2 separate regions of the Zea mays genome follow, and region 2 is linked to region 1. The links are chromatin contacts, called in public Hi-C maps. All regions are on one chromosome and are shown on one strand. Each heading gives the region's core, a stretch centred on a gene start, on an enhancer-like site or on the middle of the called end of the contact. The rest is flanking DNA. Distances are from core to core; before and after follow the strand shown. Region 1 holds the start of LOC100272307 (60S ribosomal protein L37a-like). Region 2 holds the start of LOC100284527.

What was found. A called contact is a pair of places that touch in the nucleus more often than the background predicts.
Region 2: a contact with region 1 is called in a Hi-C map of ear, with 2.6 times the contacts expected there. The contact joins the promoter of LOC100284527 here to the promoter of LOC100272307 in region 1. A contact is called at or near these places in 5 of 25 Hi-C or Micro-C datasets (ear, leaf and tassel) and 1 of 3 datasets of contacts at active chromatin or transcription factors (leaf).

What each region holds. Positions count from the first base shown.
Region 1 is chr5:83,204,332-83,209,609 of Zm-B73-REFERENCE-NAM-5.0, forward strand. LOC100272307 (60S ribosomal protein L37a-like) reads left to right here and starts at 3,825. Exons shown (of 5, transcript NM_001317390.1): 1 at 3,825-3,940; 2 at 5,095-5,134; 3 at 5,217-5,278. The coding sequence starts at 3,938.
Region 2 is chr5:83,700,169-83,705,038 of Zm-B73-REFERENCE-NAM-5.0, forward strand. LOC100284527 reads left to right here and starts at 1,843. Exons shown (of 1, transcript NM_001372001.1): 1 at 1,843-2,815. The coding sequence starts at 1,923. The coding sequence ends at 2,486.

The sequences.
Region 1 (5,278 bases), core at 2,575-5,074:
AGCCCTTGTGATTTATTCTCATAGACTTATTAAAAGTATTGATTTATCAATTCGGCATTATTTGAAAGCAATACTCTTTACAAGCAAGGACTTAGTTTTTATACTTCGATAATTGTATATCTTGTTCTAACCACTAATCAAGGGATCTAGTTGGGGGATAAAGTTTTAATTTTCAGGTTTCGCCTATCCACCCCCCCTCTAGGCGACTTTCAGTTTCGCGCGTAGGCCCCTGTGTTTTTGTAAACAGACCCCTGACCTTTAAATAGATCACATAATTAGACCTAGTTTTGTATTTTAAACTTCAAAACTTGTTTATTTCATATATTTTTCATATGAACTCCAAATTGAGTGATTCAAATTGCAAAATGTTCATAGGATTATTCTTTGTCTAAATAAGTTATGATCATTCACTGTCTGTACACTTTAATTTTATGTCTAAGCTATAGGTTAGTGTTGTAATAATTTGCTTATGAAATAGGAAAATAAAAAGGGAAACCCTAATGATATTTAGGTGTTTAATTTTGTGAGATTTATAATATGTCATGTATGAATTTATCTCTGGTATAATCTTGTGTCTCACCAAAATTAGTGGAAGTAAATTATATAAACCATAATATTTAGGAAATCACTAATCTCTAAGTGTACTAATCCACCCTAGCACTTAGGTTTACATTTTTGTGTTATACTGCTCTGTCAAACTTGTGTTCACTTGATTGCAATTGTTTGGTGTATTGTTCTTTGTCTCTACCCAAATGTATTGAATGCATGATCGCTGTGTTTAGACAGCGAGCAACCCGTGGTTCCAGAGTGTGTTGCCGAAGATCTTCCTGGGCAATAACCTCGTGAAGGCAAGTGTCATATGACCTATTATGTCCTACATACTTTATAATTCAATGTCCCACATTACTTTATTGAAACCTAAAGATTGACTAGTCTGTATTTACCTTATCCTTGTTTATCTTTTGGGTTATCATGGTTAGCTTTATGCTATTGCTTTAACTTAATCAACGAACATGATGTAAATATTTATGATACGATGATGTTATCCCGATGATTATCTTGTGATACTCTAGGGGACTCAGGCTGTTTCCTGAGTACCTCTCCGTAAGGACCTGTTCATTGAGTGACCACCCGAGATAACAGTACAACCATGAGGGTGGAATGGGACGCCCTTAGCTGATTAATTAGAGGAACCTGAGGTGTAGTTGGCTTCGTCGTAGGGTTGTCAATGGGGTCCGAGCATAATACTTGCTCTACCGAGGCTGGTTGCAGAGGTTCTTTGATTTGGTTTTGTTAGTCACCCTTCCTGTTGGGAGAAGTACCGTGTTTATCAAACTGGAGAAACCTAACGGGTGACTATGACCTCTGGGGAATCTTTGTAAAGGCTACATAGTGAGACCCTACTAGGTCACCATGGTAGTTATCAATGGGGAGGATAAAACCTTGGGCAAAATGGGAATCACGACTTCTGGGTAAGTGTGCAACATCTGTAGAGTGTTAGAAACTGGTATATCAACCGTGCTCACGGTTAAGAGCAGCCTTGGGATCTTCTTTGATTAGAATAACTTTGGATACTTTTTATGATGATGTTTAATAATGATGGTTATAATTATGATCTCTGGTATTTCCTGCCGAAGGGAGTATATTTGGGTAATAACTGGGTTTATTATTAAAATTTAGCTCTACTATTAGTAATAAATACTTGACCAACTAAAAGCAACTACTTAACCTTAACTCCACATACAGCTAGTCCACTTTAGCCAAACGGGATATTTGTTGAGTACGTTGATGTGTACTCACCCTTGCTTTAAAACCCACCCCACCCCAGATTGTCCCCACTGTATTCAGTGCTTAGTGGGAGATGCTGGCGACATGGAGGACTTTGAGGAGTTCCAGGACTACGACGAGTTCTAGTTATGTTAGTGGCAAACCACCAGTCAGCTGCCTGTGAAGGCCTTATCTACTACGTTTTATATTCCGCACTTTGATGATATTAATGACTATGTTATAGACTCTGTGGATGTCTTGGACATCCTGATGTAATAAAGTACCTTTCTGCTATTTACTTTGAGCAATGTGTGATGATGTCCAATTATGTAATCGTTGTGTACGTGAGTTTCTGATCCTGGCACGTACATGGTCCGCATTCGGTTTGCCTTCCAAAACCGGGTATGACAATTTCTTTTAAAGTTGGTCAAAATTTTATTAGCAGTTACTAAGTATAAGTAGATACCAACCCAAATAAATAAGGGATCAAGATTAATAATAACACCCACAATGCAATGCATATGGAAAATTAAGTTTAGTTCCATAAATTACTGATGTGAGGGTCCGAGCCGCTCATGACCGTGGGCACGACTGATATACCGGTTTTACACTCTGCAGAGGTTGCACATCTTTACCCACAAGCCGTGTTACCCATTTGCCACGGGGTTGTATGGACCCCATACACCTCTACCAAGGAAGCAAGACATGGTAGCACTACGAGGCCTTTCCAAAGTTCCACTAGTTCGAGAATACTCACTACGGTCTCAAGAAGAAGGAAGCATAGGAATCCCTCGTCCGAACCGCCATCACAGCAATTCGACCCGAGAACCTCCCTATACTCTGCAGCGACGCCTCCGTTGCCCCTTTCGGGTAAGGTAATCTCTCCCTAGCTTTCCTAATTACTTAGCCAAGGGCGTCCCATCCACCCTTGTGGTGGCACTGTTTTCCCAGTGGTTCTCCATGTTCCAATTGACATGATGATCTTAGCATGAACAATTATTAAAACAACAATATAATTGGAACATGTTCATAATATAACATTAATTTCCCAAAACCTGGTAGAGCAATAACAAATCTACCCCATAGTTCATCTGTTTGCAAGGTGGGGGATAAACAATGTTAGGGAAACCTATTAGGTCCCATCAAATTGACCTGAGCATGTCACAGTGATTAACAAGGTCATTATTAGGTAAAGAAGAGTGATAAAGGGCACAATTTGCCTTAGACTCGAGATTCCCAGGTACCAACTTGGTCTTCAAGTGATTCGTAACCTCGCTGCTAGTCGCAACAATACAAACAAGCATGGTATAAGCAAAATTAACATCACACCAATCATGAGAACATATTGCATAATAATGATCTACACATCGTAACTATATCCTAGGTTCGAGAACCACTAAATTCGGAGTTACAGTTATAAAGTTATGATTTTTCGATGGTTTAAGTGTCTACTTAAAGCAAAGGACGTACAATGTTTTAATCATAGGTTTCATGGTAATACAAGGTTACTAGATGATAAACAATATTAATGTGAGATTAATGCAACTGGAATGGATAAAAAATGAGTCAAATTCATAGAGTTATGATTTTCCCAAGATTGAGACTTTATTTTTGCACTAAAAATAATTTCTGTATTTATTTTAATCAACTTCTCATATATCTAGACTGGGCCCTGAATACAGAAGAGCTCGGGGTTAAAACTATAAATTCCAAGGCCAAAGTTGAATTCCAAGACAAAAGTAAAAGCCAAAAGTCAAAAGCTAAACTGAACACACCCGTAATCTGTTAGAGATGCTATAATATCATTTAGGGAAAAAATAAAAAAATATCTAAATAAGTATCGGCTTTATTTATAGGATGAGAAAGTTAAACCAAACACACCCTCTCATAGGTTGAGGAAGCTGAAAAAAAAAGACGTTGGATGTCTAATTTTGTTACCCGGAGAAAAAAAAGGCCAATACAATTTCTCTCTCGTGTCTCAATACTCCATTTTGGCCGGCCCATAACAGCACAGAGGCCCGATCCATATATACTTACACGAAACCCCAGCACCTCCCATATAATTTGTCTCTCGTGCCTCGTTGCGTCTTTGTCGAGTCTAACCCTAGCGCGCGCCGCCACACCTGCCGTTGCTACCGCCCCGTACCTCGCTTGCTTTCCCGTCGCCGAAATGGTATGCCGCTTCACGCCTTCACCTCTTCCTCCCATTCTTCGTGTGACCTTGTTTGTCGTACAGCCGATGCCCAGTTCTGTCTGGCCGCTTGTTCGCGCGAGATCTAGAGTGCTTGACTTCGCAGTCCAGCTCCTGTTCGATATGTATTCGGCCAGGCTCAATAGTTTAGTTTTCGGGATTAGGATCATGTACAACAATCATACTTTGGATCAGTCGTTGTGTTCCTGTGTTTTCATGTAAATCTAAGCCCGTTGGTCGTAACACTGTTAGTCTGGAATAGCTCGCGCTTTAAAGTGCAATATATTGCTAGCCTGCTGCTAGGGTCATGCGGGTATTTGGAATGTGCTAGCCTTGAATATGCAATTTAGGGTGGCACGCTGCCTTTTGTGCATTATATGTTTGGAGAAGTTGCTATCTCAGGTTTCCTAGGGTGAGGCACAAACTGTGTAAAGCTAAAGGGTAAAGGCCACAAGACATCATCCAAAAACTGCTACAGTAAGGGCAGGAAGCTAACTATATGTTTCTACTCCACATTTAAGCCCTAAAGTGTTCTTGGTGATCTTGTTAATTGACAACATGTTGAATGTAAATTCCACACAGTATTTTATGAGTCCTTTGAGGTATGCTGTATGTGTGGTTTTCGTCCTTAGTGTTTGTGCAAGTTCTAGCAAATTGGAAAAATTCATTGTTAGTTTAGTGCACAAAGGCAAACTAGCCTGACACCTTTGCCATGCCATCAGTAGCCACTCCACTGCACCAGGCAGCATGCAACATGAAAGTAGTATCCAATGCAAAGCTTAGCCTTTGAACACCTAATGTATAAATCAGTGGCTTATAATACTTTTCTCCTTTGTTGATTTTAGTTATTATGCCTTTGCTTGTCAAATGTATATCGGGTAAATTCTCTCTTGCTGCTAGTGGAGAGTTAATAGCAACTAACTGACCTTAATGTTTTTTAGTGGTCTACATATCTATTGTTTAAGAAACTATATTTTTCTCTTGTTGATTGTTAAGGTACCTGAGTGTGTGCAATCTTTTATATTGATACTAACTTTATTCTTGAAAAGTTGCAGCTTTACACTTACCAGTTATATTGCATTGAATAATTTTAGTGAGCAGTTGTGATTTATTTTGTTTTTATAATGCCTATGCAGACGAAGCGCACCAAGAAGGCTGGAATTGTTGGCAAATATGGTACATGCTCAAGAAACATGACATATTTCCCAATATGTGTGTCTGGGATTTGATGTTAACCTTGCAAATTATACTGTTGTAGGAACCAGGTATGGCGCTAGCTTGCGTAAGCAAATCAAGAAGATGGAGGTATCTCAGCACTCC
Region 2 (4,870 bases), core at 593-3,092, 490 kb after region 1:
AAGGCAACATGCCAACAGCCCACATGTATGGTCACGCTCATGGCTAACTACAGCCCACAAGGCCACAACCCGTCAGGCGTCAGCCACAGCCCACAAGCCACAGCGGTCGTGCAGCCAACATAGCTCTTGCAGTGGCTTGCTTGCTTGATCCTAGATACAAGAAAAAGTTGGTAGAATATTTCATGTTGAAGATTTATAAGGACAGTGCTGTCGCAGAACTCACTCGCTTTATGGATGTTGTGAACCAATTATTCCAATCATATTTGACCAGTACACGTGATGTTTCTATTACTCAAACTGATCTTGCTGCAAGTACATCTAACTCAATTTGTATAAATACTGACATTGACGAGTTTATATATGAAGATAATGATGCAGCCAAAGGTGAAATAAATGAATTGGATGTGTACATGAAAGATAAACCAATTCGGTGGGTTGATCCTACTGGTAAAGGTCTACAATTTGACATATTATCATGGTGGAAGGCCAACCAAGTTACATATCCTGTTCTCTCGCGTCTTGCTCGTGATGTATTGGCTGTTCAAGTCTCTACCGTGGCCTCAGAATGTGCTTTCAGTTCGAGTGGGCGTGTTGTGAGTAAATATCGCAGCCGTTTAGAGCCTGAGACTGTGGAGGCATTAGTTTGTACCAAAGACTGGAATCTTGCATCTAACAAAGGTAAAACTGACAATACATACTTGTTGTTCCTGTTTTGCTTGCTGCTAAATATTTTATCTTATCACTTTTAGATCGCAATGATAAGGTACCGTCAATTGTTGAGGAGTTCATGGCAGATGAAAATGAATATAGCTCGACAATTGAAGAGGTTAGTATTTATTTCAATTACTTGCTGTTGTTGACAATTGACATACTATGTTTCAATTTAATATGCACTATCTGTAGGGACAGAACCAAGTTGACAATGAAGGAAATGGTGAGGATAGTGAGGATGAGGGCAGCGATATGGAGTTATGATTTTTCTGCAGCTGTTCATGGGAGTCTGTTTCACAAGTTTCAGTGCTCTGAAGCCTAAGATGATGCTTAAATCTTGGTTTTCGACATTTTGGCGCTAGCTGGTAGCTGCTACACTTAATCCTTAATGTAGTAATGACAATGTAGTTCTAGTTTGGAGAGGCATGTACTATTGTGACATTTTGGCACTAGCTGGTAGCTGCTACGACATTTTGGCTGCTAGCTGGTAGCTGGTAGCTAGTTCTATTGTGACATGTACGCAGTATAGTACTTAGCATTTAGCAATGCTGATGGCTCACGCTCATGACTGCTTGCCTATTTACTTAGCTTTATCTGTCTATTAGCCTGATCGGTTGTGACATTTGAATCTGGATGCTATATATGAATGAATGATGTGTCTTTATATCCGAAGAAAATATTCGTAACCGAAGATATTCGCATCCGATTCGTTCCGTATTCGATATGTGACAATCTGTATCCGTAACCGAGACAATCCGTATTCGTATTCGTATCCGAAGATATTCGAATTCGAATCCGAATAAAAAAATGAAAACAAATATAATATTAGTAATATCCGTCCGTATCCGATCCGATTACATCCCTAGATGCGGTGGCGACGAATACGATAGGACAGGAGGAGGCCGCGGCAGGCAGAGGCAGCCGGCCGACCGACCGACCGACCCTGGGACGTGGACGTGGTGACGCGGTCGGGGAAATCAAGACTCAACAGACCGACGCGGCGCCCGGGTCGTGGCGGGCCCCGGTGCTTCAGCCTCCGCGGGGCCGTGCCGACCAAACAGGAGCAGCCGCGGGCGGGACTGCGGGAGGAAAGGAAAAGAAAGGCCACTCGGGGCGGGGCGGGGCGGGGCCGGGCCAAGCCAAACGCGGAGTCGCCGAGGAGGAGGACAAGGCAGGGCAGAGAGGGAGGGAGGAAGAGGAGGAGGAGCGGGATGCGGCGGGCAAGGCCGCCGCCGGTCCCGGTCCCGATGACGCCGGGGGACGCTGGGCCGGAGGTGAAGTACCGCGGGGTGAGGCGGCGCCCGTCGGGGCGGTACGCGGCCGAGATCCGGGACCCGGCCAGGAAGACCCCGATCTGGCTCGGCACCTTCGAGTCGGCCGAGGCCGCGGCCCACGCCTACGACGCGGCCGCCAGGACCATCCGCGGCGCCGCCGCCAGGACCAACTTCCCCTCCGCCTCCATCTCAGCCACGGTGGCGCCGCCAGCCGCCCCCGCCGCGACGTCTAGCCACAGCAGCACCGTCGAGTCCTGGAGCGGCGGCAGCGGCGGCGGCGCGCCCGTCGGGATCCTCCGCGCCCCGGCCGCCGAGGAGGACTGCCGCAGCTACTGCGGCTCCTCCTCGTCGGCGCTCTGCGAGGACGGCGCGTCGGGCCCGGGCTGTGGCGACGAGACCGCCGCGCCGCCGCGGTGCTCCCCGCTTCCGTTCGACCTGAACGTGCCGGACCCCGCGGCCGACGAGATGGACTGGCGCTGCGACACGCTGCTGCACCTGTAGCCGCGAACGCGAAGCGAGCACTCAGCAAAACTGCTGCTATCGTGCTATGTCTCCATAGAAATTGATAGCTTAAATTTTTTCTCTCCACCGCTTCTTTAGTCCCACTCTCTCTCTTTTACCACTGCCAAGATTCGGTAATACTTATTTGTGATAGTGTGAATAACTGATCATGTAATCCGTGGAGGGAACCTGTTCGTTCTGTTCTCGCAAACCTTCCTGCTTCCTGCTGTGTAGTGTATCTGTAACAGCACCATGTATGTGACCACGGCCTCTTGTCTTGCTGTAATTCTCAAGATGATGGAATCAAGAGACGCCTTTGGTTCTTTTTATTGCCAGCTCCGTGCCGTGACTGTGACAACCATTGCTTCTCATTCAGGAATCAGGATTGGCAGAGTATCGTCATCTTCAGCCCAAAGGCATGTGGAAGCATCTGATCTGACCTTGCTGGGGCTCATGGCAGCACTCCTCAGAGCAGCTAGATCCAGACAGGGTAAACGTAACGAAGGTTACACCATCTTATTAGTGGTATCCTCCAAGGCCTGAGTCAGTCTTCTTCTTCTTCTGAGTTCTGATTGTAATGTAAGGCAAGGGAAGGAAAGCTCATTTCAGTTCTTGACTCGTCAACCAACAACTCGACGTAGCTAGCACTTGTACATACAACAATTGTACTCGCTAGGAGACAAAGCAAGGGTCTGCAGCAAATGTTACTCACGTTATGCCTGGAGTCCGGCTGCCACGTGCTGCGCGCGCGCACACACACACGCACCTTTTGTGTCTGGCACGTGCTGTATATAGCTGGGAGCCTGGGACGGGGCGCTGGAGTTCCCCATCCACGTTTCTCTCTACTCGACACATGCCGCGGCGAATTCCGCCCTTTGCCTAGCCCCGCTTGCCCAATTGGTTCCACAGTCCACACACGGATTGCAATCTCGAGCGAGATTCACCGGCGGTAACAAAAACCATGATAAAATTTCGAAATTTTCGTTTAATTTTATTGAATTTCAAAAAAAACATAAAAATGGGAATAAAACCAATAAAAAAACTAGATGGTCCTAACAGCTAAAAAATATTTAAAGTTCAAAAATTAAACGTTCAAAAATAGGATACCTGGGCTTCACACTGCTGTGTAGTTACCTGAGCTCATTCACTCTTCGCTCCACTCTTTTTTCTCGTGTCTAGACGGCGGCAGTGTAGAAACCGCTCCCAAAGCGGACGAGATTCACTCGGGGTGCATCATTTCTCGACCGTCCAACAGCTGATCTCGGTACTTATATGGTTAAATAGTTGTAGAATCAATTATTCACTGTACTCCATATGTGTTTGTTAGGGAGCTTAGTGTTAGTTACATAACGAGTAGATCAAGCTAGGTTATCTAGTTGTTCGCTTCGGATTAAAGTCAATTGTTCAGACTGCTGGAACCGTAGTATATATAGACAAAACACCATAGAAATAGTAGAAGCCGTTTCGGATTAAAGCGAGGCAAACAACTTGTATATATAGTTTTGTTAGTTAAATCGAGTAGATCGACGTGACCAGGTTGCGGTGTTGCACTCAAATTACGGTTTGCTATTTGCACATGTATGTTTTATGTGTTTTTGTGCATCAAAATATTTGTAAATATATTGTTATTCGTTGTACAACATGATTTGAATAAAATACAAACATATTCTATAAAAAATTGTCAAAAATTAGCGAAATCCGATAGGAAAGTGCGAGATTCGGTTAGTCAAATTTGAAAATTTAAACCGGTCGGAATATGCGAAATTTGGTTTTCCCCGTTTCGTCGCAGGGCGAAATTCGGTCAAAAACGGTACCGTTAACCCTAGTCCACATGCCTGTAACTAGAGCGGGCAATGGCGTGGACTGCTTCTGGCCCACAGCCACGCACTTGCCTTTGGAATCCCTCTAGACTGGGTTGCTGGTTGGCCCCAATACGGGTTGGGCCTTGTCACGAACCATATAGTTTAAATACAAATATAGACATAGTGTATTTAAATTGTACGATCGAGAAGTTGTGAAGATTGAGCAAGTTGGTGGAGATTTGAAAGTTCTGAATCCACTTAGGATCCATATTGAAATAGAGAGTGAAAGACTAGAATGCCAAGGAAGGTGAGTAAAATAAAGAGTAAGAGGTGGGAATAAACCCAAAATGCTCATTTATTTATAGATTGGATTCTATATTTTTTTTGAATTTTTTGTCTTATTTTTAACTTCAAACGTTTTAAAAGCAAATACACGCAATGACTAACTGATGTGATACATGTGGACCGTCACATTGCTAAAATTGATTGGTAAGTTGATGCCGAAGTCGGGTACATGTAACCGACTGATCAATCGGTATTGGTCTATCGGATCCAAATTTCAACGTGACCAGTATCGAGTGA